Linked DNA regions of Sus scrofa: region 2 is linked to region 1. A link is a contact called in public promoter capture Hi-C data. All regions are on one chromosome and are shown on one strand. Each heading gives the region's core, a stretch centred on a gene start, on an enhancer-like site or on the middle of the called end of the contact. The rest is flanking DNA. Distances are from core to core; before and after follow the strand shown. Region 1 holds the start of SLC5A5 (solute carrier family 5 member 5). Region 2 holds the start of SLC27A1 (solute carrier family 27 member 1).

The links. Promoter capture Hi-C pulls out the DNA fragments that hold promoters and counts their contacts.
Region 2: a contact with region 1 is called in a promoter capture Hi-C map of fetal liver, with 4 times the contacts expected there. The contact joins the promoter of SLC27A1 here to the promoter of SLC5A5 in region 1. A contact is called at or near these places in 1 of 5 promoter capture datasets (fetal liver), 7 of 47 Hi-C or Micro-C datasets (embryonic fibroblasts, fetal skeletal muscle, liver and 3 more) and 2 of 2 datasets of contacts at active chromatin or transcription factors (alveolar macrophages and skeletal muscle).

Annotation. Positions count from the first base shown.
Region 1 is chr2:59,881,847-59,888,996 of Sscrofa11.1, forward strand. SLC5A5 (solute carrier family 5 member 5) reads right to left here and starts at 3,240. Exons shown (of 15, transcript NM_214410.1): 1 at 2,672-3,240; 2 at 1,756-1,821; 3 at 1,334-1,385; 4 at 1,081-1,148. The coding sequence starts at 3,028.
Region 2 is chr2:60,232,607-60,239,756 of Sscrofa11.1, forward strand. It overlaps SLC27A1 (solute carrier family 27 member 1), which reads right to left and starts at 2,982. Exons shown (of 13, transcript NM_001083931.1): 1 at 2,871-2,982; 2 at 960-1,127. The coding sequence starts at 1,126.

The sequences.
Region 1 (7,150 bases), core at 1,990-4,489:
GAGAAGAGGTCAGATGGGGGGCCTGGCTGGGGCCAACCTGGCCTGGCCTCCATCAGTGGCTGGGACCTCTCTGACTCAGTTTCCTCATCTGTGAAATGGGGTTAATAATAGTACCTTCCTCAGGGTATCATTGCAAGGACTAAATTAGTTAATACAAGAAGATTATTTGGGGAGTTCCCGTCGTGGCTCAGCAGTTAATGAATCCAACTAGTATCCATAAGGACAAAGGTTCGATCCCTGGCCTCGCTCAGTGGGTTAAGGATCCAGCGTTGCCATGAGCTGTGGTGTAGGTCACCATGAGCTGTGGAGAGGCTTGGACATGGCATTGCTGTGGCTGTGGTGTAGGCTGGCAGCTACAGCTCTGATTCGACCCCTAGCCTGGGAATCTCCATATGCTGCAGGTGCAGCCCTAAAAAAAAAAAAAATTGGAACAGCATCTGGCACATACAAGTGTTCAGGGAGTGATGGCTGACTCACCTATTATTGGCTGTTGTTTTTACCCATCCAGTCCCCTGTCTTTGCCTTCCCTTGGCAGCTCCTAGATTTTCCTTTGGAGGAGCCCCTTCCCCCCTCCCAAGACACGCAGGTGAGGCTAACCCTGCTTCCAGCTCCAAGAACAGCCAATGAGACCATCCCAGCTCCCCAAACTTCTTTGAATGGCTCATCCTTCACAGAATACCAGAACCAGCCAAAGAGAGTCCTCCTGGGACTTTAGCCAGATCATCCTGAAACAGCAACTCTCTTTCTGCTGGAAAGAAGCCCAAAGGGGTAGAAGCCTGGAGATAACGAGGCTCCTAGAGATGGGAGAGGGACCCAGAAGATGCTGTTGTAGTTCCTGGATCCAGCCATGTCTGAAGCTTGCTTATGCCTGGACTCTCAGCAATAAGCCCTTCAAATCATTTCTCATAATAAAGATGAGGAAACAGCCTCCGCCGGGACACAAGCTTCCTCTGGAGGAAGGGAAGGGAAGGAGTGATGGGCCTGCACAGGGTCTTCCCCACTCAGTGGGCATGGACAGCCCCTGCACCCCCACCCCCACCAGGGCTCCACCCAGGTGGGGTAGTGGTAGGGGACACTCACCACAGTAGTGTAGAAGGTGCAGATGATTCCAGTGGATAGGAGTGAAGCCCAGATATCCAGCCCCGTCACTGCAAGGAGAGTCCCATAAGGCCTCTGTGCAGGGTGTACACCTGGCCTCCACTGTCCTGGGCCCTCCTCTCTCCAGGAGGATTCTTCCCTCCGAAGTCTCTCCTAGGGCCTCCCCTCTCTCCTTCCCTGGTTCAGCCTCTAAGTCGTTGCCTCCTCCCTCTCACCCCCCTCCCCCCAGTCAAACCTTGGTTCAGGATGAGCGCGGGGGCGTAGATTACGACGCCAGTGTACAGCATCTGCACGTGGAGGGCAGGGGCCTGTGAGCCAGGCGGGGAGTGAGGGGTTGGGTGTGGGGGCGCCTGGGTAAAAAGGGCTTTAGGAGATACGGGTGGAGGGTAGTTGGGGTGTGTGACTGGGAACCGATGGGCGCGACCGCGTAGGGTCGGGGCAGGGTCAGGTGGGGCGTGTGAGAGAAGCCGGCGGGCCAAACGGGTAGATGGGTCTTCCAGGGGCGGGGCCAGAGGACCGGGGGCGGGGACTGGGCTGGGCCTTGCAGGATAGGGGCGGGCCCCACCAGGCGAGGTTGTAAGGGCTGTGGGCGGACCCGACCCAGACTGCACAAAGTTGGACCCTGGCGGGGGAGAGGGCGGGACCGAGGCCACTCACTGTAGCCACCAGGTACTGCAGGGTCCCGCAGAGCCGCACAGCGCGGCTGAAGCGCAGCTCCAGGTACTGCAAGAGGGAACCGAGGGCTTGTGGTCACGCGGACAGGTCCTACCCAAGAGGAGCCGGAGGCCTCTGGGGTCCTTCACCCGCCCCCTTGGTTTCTGCGCTGTCCACCCTCTAACCCGCAGGGTTTCCAGCCAAGTGCACACACTCCGACCTATCTGCACACACTTGTACACAAGCGCCATCCCCGCGCCTGTGCCCAGGAGGACTGAGCCATCAAAAGTGCACACATCGGCCCCGCCCACCCCCACTCAAGTCTGGTCGGCCCCCGCCACCGGCTGCTGCGGCTCGGAGTCAACTTTGGCAAGATAACAGTCAGTGCCTGCGGCCAACTGTGATGGGTGGCCTACCGTATACTGGTCAGTATTGTAATCACTTTGCCCACTGCCCTGGAGGGAAGTCCTGAAATCAGGCCACTTAGACTTTTAGGGAACCCGAGCTGGGAGGCAAAGTCTTGCGGGAGGTAGGAGGAAGCGGGGAAGTTGGGGTTGGAACCCGGAGCGGGCCGCCGGGCGAGCAGTCGGGTGTACGCAAGCCCACGCATGTGGAGAGCAGGGGTGCTCCTGTCCACACGTGAGCGCGCCCCTGGCCGGGCTGGCCCCTCCCTGAGCGGGTTTTCACCAAAGAAAACCAGGACGCCACCAGCTCCTCTTCCTCCTTCCGGCCCCTGGCCCCACTGCCTCAGGCTTCTTCCCAGAACCCTCCCTACTGGTCCGCCTGGTGGCTACCCTATGAAGACGCCGAGGAGCCCGCCTGCGGCTCCCTGCACAGCAATTCAAAGCTCAGGGCCTCCCCCTCCGCATCCCTTTATTCCCCACCAGGCAGGTCCTGCCTCAGGGTCTCTGCCCCGTACCTGGTAAGTGCTGGTGAGGCCCAGGCGGTAGAAAACTGGGAGGAAGAGTAGGGCAGTGAGCAGCGAGTTGAGCAGCTGTCCCAGGCACATCCAGAGGAACTTGAGGCCATAGCGGTAGGCCTCCGCTGGCACGCCTAGCACCTGTACCGCCGACATGAAGCTGGCGGACAGCGAGAGGCCGACGGGCACGGCCGTCAGGCGCCGGCCCCCGGTGAAGAAGTCCTCGGCGCTGCGCTGCCCACCCCGCGCCAGCCCAACCCACAGCCCGATGCCAGTGGACACCAGCAGCATGAGGGCGAAGACTCCGTAGTCCCAGGCTCCGAACGTGGCCCGCGCGCCTCCCTCGACGGTCGCCATGAGGGCCGGGTGCGGGGACAAGGCGCGTCCTGAGCCTTTCCAGCCACCTCGAGCTCCCGGGCTGAGGGAAGTTGGCAGCGGCCCAGAAGGCAGGACTGCGAGGAGGTGGGAGGATGCTCGGCCTCCGATGCGACACTGCGCGCCGGTTCCCCTTCGTCCCCTGCGGGCCGAGGTTCCCCGGGCAAGGAATCTGTGGATCCTCGACTGCCTCCCTGACTTTCCTCTCGGTCTTTGGCGTCTGTCTCTGCCGTCTGTCTGTCCGTCCACCTGGCCTCCACTTGGTCCGGCTGCCCCGTGCAGCTGCGTGTCCACTTCCCAGCCCTCTGTCTGTCCTCTCCCTGGGAGCCGCGCTCAGCTCTGACTGCTGGAGGTCTTGGCGGGGCTTAAACGCGCAGCTGGCTGCAGGGCTGCGGATTTATTGGGCTCCGGGTCGACGAAACTCCGCCCCCGCGTGTGGGGGCGGGAAGGACCCGCACCCTTTCCCTTCTGGACTGGGCCAGAGAGGCTGGGACAGGACACTTGGGTGGCTGCTGGGGGTGGGGGTGATGGATGCCCCCCTTGCTTCGCGTGGCCCTTTCCCCTGGCCATAAGCTTTTAAAGTCTCCCTGTGACAAGTGGGGAAACTGAGACTCAGAGTTGGCATGTCACTTACCCAGCACTACACAGCATTCAAATCCCCACTGTGCTTTTGTATCTTGACCTACAGGGGAGCTCGCTCACCCACGGGACTGGGGTTTACTTTCAAGGTTGCAGCGTCCCCAAAAGGAAACCTGCACTGCTTCAACCCCTCCCCCGACTGGCACCTTGACCCACTCCCTTTCTAGCAGGAGAACATCACCAAACGCTGTCCTTAGGTTAAGCTTAGTGGGAGGTAGTGGGGTTCTGAGCACATATATATCTGAAGTAGTCTTTGCTTCTTTCTGGGCCTCAATTCCCCATCTGTAAGTGGGGCTAACATATAGCCCTTGCCTCGGAGGAATAAATTCAACCCGCATAACACAGCCTGGCACAGAGTAAGTACCTCATTCATTCATTTCTTCCCTCATTTGTTGGTTCCTTCACCAAATATGCATTGAGAACCTACGCTGTGCCAGGCATTAAGTGTATGATGGAGGTCATGGAGGGGCTGTCACTGGCCATGAACTTGAATATATGGAGAGACATGAAAACCTGGGGAAGTAGTGTCTGGTCGGCCCCTAATGTTACAAATGAAGAGATCTGAGGTACAGGGGAAGGGAAAGTCCTTTGTGTGGGGTCATGCCATCAAGAAATGCAACACTGTCATCTTGGGACCCTTCGCTACTGGACCCTGAGGGACTTGGGCCTCCAGAGGCTCTGAGCTCTGAGTTCGAATCCTATCTCGCCCTGTGAATGCTGGGTTCTCTCCTCTATGAGCCGGGAGGGATCTAAGAATTCCTTGGGTTGAAGTTAGGGCTCCCTAACCGTCCCCAGCCTCTGACGCCCCCTGGTGGCCCCCTCTGGCAGACACGCACCTCCCAAGCTGGGTGCATCCTCCCCCCCAGGCATCCTCAGGAGTCACCGGGGACTGTCTCCTCTCTCCAACTCGTGGCACAGTGCAGGGCCAGCCAGATCCTTCCTGGAGCTGCGATAGCACGCCTCCACATGAGAATCTGCTGCTCACTGGCATGCATCTCCTGCCAGGAGGGTGGGGAGAACTTGGGAGTTTTTCCTCCTTCTAGTTCCCTGCTGCATCCTCCAGGAAAACGTGATGAGAAAGGGGAAATCCGGGTGGATTCCCTCAAAGCTGCGCCAATCAATGCAAATATATGCAAACTGATGTAAGCCAGGTAAAACTGGCCTTGTCTCCCCAGAGGGGTGCTCAGAGGGGTGATTGTCCCCTGCCAGCTCCCTGCTTCTCCTGCAGTGGTAGAAGAAGGGTCCAGGCTGCAGAATGACACCTGGGCTGAATCTCATGCATTAAGCACCTAGTATGTGCAGGGCCCCACTCCAGGTGCCGAGGACACAGCAGGATCCAGGTGAACCCACCCTGCCCACAGGCTCATGGCTCTGACCAAACCTGCAGATGAATACCCATTTCAGAAACTGATGCAGGAGTTCCCATTGTGGCTCAGCAGTTAACAAACCCAACTAGCATCCATGAGAATGCGGGTTTGATCCCTGGCCTCGCTCAGTGGGTTAAGGATCCGGTGTTACTGTGGGCTGTGGTGTAGGTCACAGATACCACTCAGATCTGGTGTGGCTGTGGCTGTGGTGTAGGCCAACAGCTACAGCTCTGATTGGACCCCTAGCCTGGGAACCTCCATATGCCGTGGGTGTGGCCCTCAACACACACACACACACACACACACACACACACACACACACACACAAAGGAACTGATGGGATGATAAGAGAGAAGCAAGGTCAGCGATGCAGATGCTGGGGGAGCAGACTTTATGTGGGCCCTGCCAGTAGAGAATGAGCCAGCCAGGCTTGGAAGCATGGGGGAGCGGGTGTGTGTGGCCAGGGTGGTAGTTGTGGAGAAGCGAGGGCCCTCAGGTGGGAAGGAGCAGGGCAGGGAGGACCACAGTGGACCTTAAGCCTTGACAAGGGGTCTGGATTTTATTCTGAAGTTGCCCCAGGGGTGGGGGATGGCAATTGGATAGTGTGGAGCAAATGAAGGACTTAAGGTTCTGAAAAGCCCACTATGTCCAAGGCAGGGGTTGTCGGGTGGGGAGAAACAGGTGAATTCAGAACATGTTCTGGAATTCCTGGAAGGGAGTGGAGGCCCAGAGCTGGGAGCCCTGCAGGGTGGGTGGAGGAGGAAGAAGCATGGAGGAGAGGAGAGGTGGGGAGGGGAGGCAATCATGGCTTCCCGGACTGTATGACTCAGATCATGGGATGGGGAGGAGAGTAGGCAGGATCCAGGACCTTCTATCGATGGAGGGAGAGGAACAGAGCAATCCCTGAAGGCCCAGCAGCTGCAGTCTAAGCCGAAGGAGCAGCCATGTCTGGGAGCTGGGTGGGCGTCTGCTGCCCTCCTGCTGCCTGCTGCCTGGGCCACCCCATCGTTCCCACATCACCTTGGAGACACAGCAGGTCAGAGGCTGGATGTTGTGATCTTGCTCTAGCTCCAGCAGGACCCGCAGGGCATTTGTCCTTGAACATCTAACCTGTACTGTTTAAAAGCAAACCATTGTTACTTTTTCCTTTTTTTTTTTTTTCTTTGTCTTTTTGCCTTTTCTAGGGCTGCTCCTGCTGCATATGGAGGTTCCCAGGCTAGGGGTCGAATCTGAGCTGTAGCCGCCAGCCTACGCCAGAACCACAGCAACACCAGATCTGAGCCGCATCTGTGACCTATACCATAGGTCATGGCAACGCTGGATCCTTAACCCACTGAGCGAGGCCAGGGATTGAACCTGCATCCTCATGGATTCTAGTCAGGTTCTTAACCTACTGAACCACAATAGGAACCCTTATTACTATGGGTCGCTGTCATTGTCCATGATTCCAATCCTGAGGATTCTGATCCCATGATTCTCAGAGTCTCTCTGGGTTTCAGGTTCTGGTAAGGGTCTCCTGGGCTCCCACTCATCTTACCTTGCCTAGGCACCTGTCCTTGCTCCCTTGGTCCTAACTCAGGAGTGAGGTGCAGGGTGGGTCACAGTGGGGCGGCTCTTCCCTGGGGTTCCCAGCCCTGCCCAGGCTGTGACACTTGGCACCTGAACAATCCCAGGGGTGGGACCTGGGAGTGCCTCAGCTCCTGAGGAGGTGGGAGGGGTCTGCTGGGCCATGCGGGTTCCAGATTCCTGTCCTCATTGTCCTTGGGTTGGCTAAATGAGCCCAGTAGCATCTGTCCCTATGGGCCCCAGGTCAGCACAGCCAGTCCCGCCACACAGGCTCCATATGGAAGGGCCCATTTCTCCCCAGTTCTGAGCCTTTGCGCTAGTTGGTCCTCCAGGCACCCATCTGAATTCCCCCTTGGAGACTGAGGGCTCAGGTCCTTGCCTCTAGCCAGCGTCCCGATGGCTACTCTAAGTGGGGTTTGTGGGGAATTGCCCGGTGGATAGTTACATGGTAGGCGGCTGTCTATGGACAAAGTTATGAGAAGGTGAGTAGATGGGCAGTGGGACGAATAGGTGTATGTTAGCAGAGGCTTGC
Region 2 (7,150 bases), core at 1,732-4,231, 350 kb after region 1:
CCCTACCACTGCACAGAGCCTCAGTTCCTTCACCTGTACAATGGGTTAATCCCCTTACCTCCCCACAGGCACCAAGACTGGCAGACCCAGAGCAGGTGCCCATGGACTCCCACGTAGAGGTTGTTCCTGAGATCTGCTCTGGTGAGAAAGCCCAGGAACACTTCTAACAGCTTCTTTGAGCAAGCCCTTCAGAGATACCTCCAGAGACCTTCCAAAGATGCCTGTAAACAACACCAGAATCCCCTCTCCAGAGATTCCCAGTCACCAGAGACCCCACCCCTAAGCCAAGTCTTGGAAGACACAGCCACCTCTCCTCAGACCCTGAACAATCTCCAAAGTCACGCACAGACCTTAAATTCTCAAAGAGCACCCCGACCTGACCACAGAGAAACCTGTAAATGGCCCTGAGGAGACAAACAACCCTTCAAAGACTTAAAAGCCCTTTACATATGTCTCAGGAAGCCCTTTCAACGTCTCTGAAAAAGTCCCCCTGAGAACCCCTAGGGACATACCAGAGTCTCTAAGGAGCCCCCAGAATCCTCCCACAGTCACCAAAGCCCCATAGAGACCCCACCCCCACCCCAAACACGCACGGCCTCCCAATCAGCCTCAGCCTTCTGGAAGCCCTACCCGCTGCCCAAAGACCCTCAATTCGCCCTCCAGCACCACTGAGATCACCAGACAGGCTCAAGGACACTGAAAACCTACTCATCTCACTCCAGAAACCCCCAAGCTGTCCCCTGCAGGTGCCCTCAGAGTCCCCCAACCCACTCTTTTCAGGCCCCAGCCCCGCCTCTAGCCCCACCCTCACCCAAACCCCGCCCCCAGTCTCCGAAACCTCCCCCAACCCCAAGCCCCGAGGGTCCCCAACTCCGCCCTTGCAGCGTCCGTCTTACGACCAGCCCACAACCAGCCCGCCCCCAGCCCAAGCCCAGGGACCAGGCCCGCGCTGCACTCACAAGAGGTCACGCCTCGCGGTTTTGCAGACGATGCGCAAGAAACGCCAGCCGCCGCCGCCTACGTAAACGCCTAGCGCCGCCGCTGTACTCCAGGTCCACGGCAACCCCAGCAACCATAGCAGGACCAGAGACGCCACAGAAGCCGAACACGCACCTGGAGTCCGCATCCTGGGGAGGCGGAGAGCTCTGAGGCCCGAGCCCCGCCCCACGACCAGCCCAACTCCGCCCCCAGGTCGAGCTCCTCTCTTTTAGAGTAAGGCCCCGCCCCATGCGTGAGAATGGGCTTGTCTCATACAGACCCCGCCCCCAGGCCAGGGCTCCGCCCCGTCCCAAATTGGGCACGTCTCCTTACGCCTAGCCCAGCCTTTTCTGTCAATCATTAGCAAAGGCCACTCTCCCAGAAACAGCTCTTCCGTCCCGTCAGCCACTGTCAGGCCCACCCCAATCCTCTACGTAGCGACTATTCTGGGACCCAAGCTCCTCCCTAACGACTTGGCCCCCAAGCCTAGGCTCCACCTTGGCCCCCACCACAGACCCAGGCCATTCCTAGTCACTCGACCAGGTCCCGCCCCCATGCGACACTACACCTCTGTTCTTGGTCCCAGAATCCACCAGCCCAGAGTGCTTGGCTTTCCTCCAGGTGCCACCTCTACCCACCCCCACTATTCATTTGGCCCCGCCCACAAGCACAAACCCATTCCAGTTTCGCTCGTCAAGAACCAAGTTGGAACTATGACCACGCCCACAAGCATACGCCCCGCCCTCTCTGAATGAGGCCCCGCCCCTGTAACTGAAGCCCCGCCCCCAGCCTAGGGCCTAGCCGGCATTCCCGGGCCCAAGTTCTACTGGCACCGGCCCCGCCCTCAAGCTTTGAACCAGTCACCACCTTCCGGGCTTATTTCGTCCCACCTAGCAACCTAGGCCCCGCCCCACCTGCCCTCCGGGCAGGCTCTCTTCAGACCTGTCGGGCTTATAGCCCCTCTGCCGAGATCCGCCCCCTTCCGGAGGCCACGACCATAGAGAGGGCCCCTTGGCCAGAGAGACGACGGCCAACAAGACCTGGGGGCTAGAACGCCCCAGCAAGGACGGCCGCTGTCTCCATGACAACTAAATTTCTCCAGCTACCAGCTTCCCTTCCCTACCTCCCCATCCCTCCCTGCGTGGAGTTTAGGAAACCCGTGAGTGCCTCAGCCGAGAGGTATAGCTCCCAGGCGCCCCCGGCCCAAGCCCTAATGGCAACCAGGATCCCTACCCCTGCGGACTAGAAACGCCCAATTCACACTCAGGGCCTGCCTGTACTGGATTCTTGTTCTAAATGCAATTCCCAAAGCCTCTTCGGTTTTAAACACACTTTCCCGGAGTTCCTGTTGTGGCACGGCGGAACGAATCCGACAAGGAACCATGAGGTTGCGGATTCGATCCCTGGTTAAGGATCCCGCGTTGCCGTGAGCTGTGGCGGCTCAGATCCCGCGTTGCTGGGGCTGTGGTGTAGGCCGGCAGCTGTAGCTCCAGTTGGCCCCCTAGCCTGGGAACCTCAATATGCCGCCAGTGCAGCCCTGAAAAGCCCGCGCGGGGGGGGGGGGGGGGACGGGACCACATTCCAGGGATCTGGAACCCACAGCCTAGGCAAGAAGATCCAATCCCCATCTCACTCTTAAAGCTATATTCCAAGAACCCAGCTAAATTCCAAATCTATATCCCCACATCTTGTCAATTAAGTCTCAATGTTATCACTCCAGCACCCCAAGGAGAACAAAATCCACACACTAGGTCCCCACCCTTCCACAGAGTCCTAGGGTCCTAAACGCTCACCTAGAGACCCTAAAGCCCTCCCCCTGATCAGGCGAAGGCACGTGCTGGCCAGGCTACCCACCACCGTATTCCCTGGCTGACCTGGAGCTGCTCACTGACCTTCAGTCTTTGTTCTGTCGCCAGCTCCCAGAAGTTCAGGCAGTAGGCAGGCTGGGACAGTGAGGCTAAGACAGAGGTCCCTACACCTTCCGGGCTTCTGTTTGTGCAGACTCCTGGGGACTGCTCTGTGTTGTGCCCATGTGGGCCTCTGCCTTGGATCCCTCTCTCCAAGCTCCCTCTCTTCTGCACCCCTGCCCACCCCACCCTTGCTCGTTTTCTGCCCTGTTTGGCTGACCTTCTCAGCATTCTCCTTGGGAGGCAGCCAGGGCCTGCTTCCGGCACCATTTGGAGGACAGAACTGGGCAGGCGCTCACCCCCCTCTTCCCCAAGCTGCCATCAGTCCCTTCAGGCTGCCTAGGGTGGATGGAATGGGGATGAAGAGGCAGATGAGAGGTCTGGCACTGGTCCCCCTACTTTCTCAGCCAGGTGTCAGTGAAGTCAGCAATGCTCAGTAACCCCAGCCGCACTCTTATCCTGCCAGGTAGTGCTATTGTGATCACCCTATTTTACAGGTAAAGAAACTAAGGCCTTTTCTTGCTAGCTGGAGTTGAGATTCATTCGTTCACAAATGTGGGCAGAGGGGTTCCCTGGTGGCCTAGTGCTTAAGAATTTGGCACTGTCACTGCTATGGCTCGGGTTCTATGCACAACCAAAAAAAAAAGACAAATGTGAGGAGTTCCCACTGTGGCATGGTGGGTTAAGAATCTGACTTCAGGGCTCGGGTAACTGCAGAGGCACAGAATCAATCCTCAGCCTGGCACAGTGGTTTGAAGGATCTGGCATTGCTGCAGCTGCTGCATAAGTCAAAGCTGCAGCTGGGGTTCCATTCCTGGCCCGGGAAGCTCCATAGGCCAGGGGTGTGGCCATAAAACAAAACAAAACAAAACAAGAGTTCCCGCGGTCGTGGCGCAGCAGAGGCAAATCCGACTAGGAACCATGAGGTTGCAGGTTCGATCCCTGGCCTCGCTCAGTGGGTTAAGGATCTGGCATTGCCGTGAGCTGTGGTGTAGGTTGTAGATGCAGCTCGGATCCCTAGTTGCTGTGGCTCTGGCAGAGGCCGGTGGCAACAGCTCCAATTGGATCCCTAGCCTGGGAACCTCCATATGCCACGGGTGTGGCCCTAAAAAGACAAAAAAACAAAAAACAAAAAACAAAAAAAACCAACAACCACAACAAAAACAAATGTGGGCAGAGAACTTGCTCCCCTTTCTCCACTCCCTCCCCCTCCTCCTCTCCTTTCAGTCTTCCTTAAACTTCTCCTGCCTCTTCTTCATCTTGCCCTGATTCCCTCTGTTCCCCCAGTTTCCTCCCGCTCTCCTTGTGCCTCCCATTCTCCTTCCCCTCTTCAAGTTTCTCCCTCCCTTCCCTGCTTTGCTTTCCTCCACTTCCCCACCTTGCTCTTCCTCTCTCTATTCCCTCCCCTCCTCCACCCAGTCCTCCTTCCCCTCTCCCCTCCCGTCCCTCCTCCCCACCAGTCCCCTTCCCCTTCTCTGCCTTCTCTTCCTGGCTTCCCTCCTTCCCCCTTTTTCTTCCTCTGTCTTCTCCTCCCCTTCTCCCTACTCCCCCTTTCTTCCCTCTCCTCCTCCCTCCATCTTACTAAGCAAACTGAGCCCTGACTAAACAGTGCTCATCACAGTCTCTTCCAACTCTCCCCACACCTCCTGGAGATATACTGCTGGGTCCTCAGCCAGTAATCCCCAAATCTAAAAGGCTCTACACGTGGTTCAGCAACTAACGAACCTGACTAGGATCCCTGGGGATACAGGTTCGATCCCTGGCCTTGCTCAGTGGGTTAAGGATCTGGCGTTGCCATGAGAAGTGGTGTAGGTCGCAGACGCAGCTCATATCCCACATTGCTGTGGCTCTGGCATGGGCCGGCGGCTACAGCTCTGATTGGACCCCTAGCCTGGAAACCTCCATATGCCGTGGGTGCGGCCCTAATAAGACAAAAAATAAAATAAAATAAAATAAAAGGCTCTACAAACCCAATGGTTTTTTTTGTTTGTTTGTTTGTTTGTTTGTTTTATTTTATGGCCACACCCAAAGCATATGGAAGTTCCTGGGCCAGGGGTTGAATCTGAGCCACAGCTGCAACACATGCCATAGCTGCCACAACACCAGATGCTATAACCCACCCGGACTGGGGATCAGACCTGGACCTCTGCAGGGACCAAACTGCTGCAGTCAGGGGTTTGTTTTGTTTTGTTTTGTTTTGTTTTTGTCTCTTTAGGGCCACACCCATGCAGCATATGGAGGTTCCCAGGCTAGGGGTCAATTCGGAGCTGTAGCCACTGGCCTATGCCACAGTTACAGCAACACCATATCTGAGCCAGGTCTGTGACCTACACCACAGCTCACAGCAACGCTGGATCCTTAACCCACTGAGCAAGACCAGGGATCCAACTTGCATCCTCATGGGTACTAGTCAGATTCATTTCGGCTGAGCCACCATGGGAACTCTGGCAATCAGGTTCTTAACCCACTGCACCACAGCGGGAGCTGCCCAACTTTCTCTTAAGGTGGTGTCCGTACTCCAGTGGAGGGACCACTTCTCCTATGCTGTTTTCAGTGACCAATTATTCCTTTTAATCCCTGTTTATCCTTTATTTGTCCCTTTACATAATGGCTTCCCCACATCCCCAGGAACATGATGCAACACGGAGCAGCTTTCACCCTGTCACTTTCCTAAGATCTGAAAAATTCCCAATTCCAGAACATAACTGCATCAATTAAAAAAAAAATGGAGTTCCCCTCGTGGCTCAGTGGAAAGGAATCTGATTAGCATCCATGAGAAGGCAGGTTCAATCCCTGGCCTTGCTCAGTGAGTTAAGGATCCAGCGTTGCCTTGAGCTGTGATGTAGGTGGCAGACTCGGCTCAGATCCCACGTTGCTGTGGCTGTGGTGTAGGCCAGCAGCTGCAGCTCCCCGTTCAACCCCCAGCCTGGGAACTTCTGTATGCCTCGGGTGCAGCCTTAAAAATACAAAAAAAAAAAAAAAAAAAAAAAAAAAAGGTTGTCTGACATATCAGTAAGCATAGGATATTGCAGCCATCAAGCTGTCACCTCACAGCCATGCCCCCACAGTGAGCCCTGAAGGAACTCAGGATAGAAACAGGATGTCCACCGTCCTAACAGTCAGCTGTTGCAGCCATTTCACCCACGCCACACACACACACACACACACACACACACACAGTGCACACTGAAGAGACTCAGGATGATAAAGCTCAGGATACTGGCCCCAGGTAGCTGAGGTGCACATCAAAGGGATGATTTCAGTGAGCCCAGAACTTGCATCTTCCCATACAAAGAAGAACGCTAAATTTGTTAACTTGAGGTGTCTGGTTTTCTTTCATTCACAATAATCTTTTGGAGTTCCCACTGTGGCTCAGCAGGTTAAGAACACGACTGGAGTCCCTGAGGATGCGTGTTCAATACTTGGCTTCCCTCAGTGGGTTAAGGATCTCATTGCCACAAGCTGTGGTGTAGTTCACTGATGTGGCTTGGCTCTTGCCTTCCTATGGCTGTGACGTAGGCTGGCAGCTGCAGCTCTGATTCAGTCCCCAGCCTGGGAACTTCCATGTGCCACAGGTGTGGGGCTAAGAAGAAAAAGAAAAGAAATCCATTTGCAGCAACATGGATGGAGCTAGAGAATCTCATACTGAGTGAAATGAGCCAGAAAGACAAAGACAAATACCATATGATATCACTTATAGCTGGAATCTAATATCCAGCACAAATGAACATCTCCTCAGAAAAGAAAATCATGGACTTGGAGAAAAGACTTGTGGCTGCCTGATGGGAGGGAGAGGGAGTGGGAGGGATCGGGAGCTTGGATTTATCAGACACAGCTTAGAATAGATATACAAGGAGATCATGCTGAATAGCATTGAGAACTTTGTCTAGATACTCATGTTGCAACAGAACAAAGGGTGGGGGAAAAATGTAATTGTAATGTATACATGTAAGGATAACCTGACCCCCTTGCTATACAGTGGGAAAATAAAAAAAGAAAAAAAAAAGAAAAAAAGAAAAGAAATCCAATAACCTTTTGAAATTCTGACTACCTGGTCTTTGTGGCAAAAATTCCTATAGAGCCTGGCTCCTCACCTCTTTGGACCAGTCTCTCAGAACTACCTGAAAGGTTGTGTCAGGGGCTTAAGCTGCAGTTTTGTCAGTCAAAGAAAACATAATTCTCAACTTTTAGGTTGTGCATTCAGTCAACAACCATCCCCAGGGACTCTGGGTGGCCGGTATAGAAATAGTCTTATCCCTGTTTCA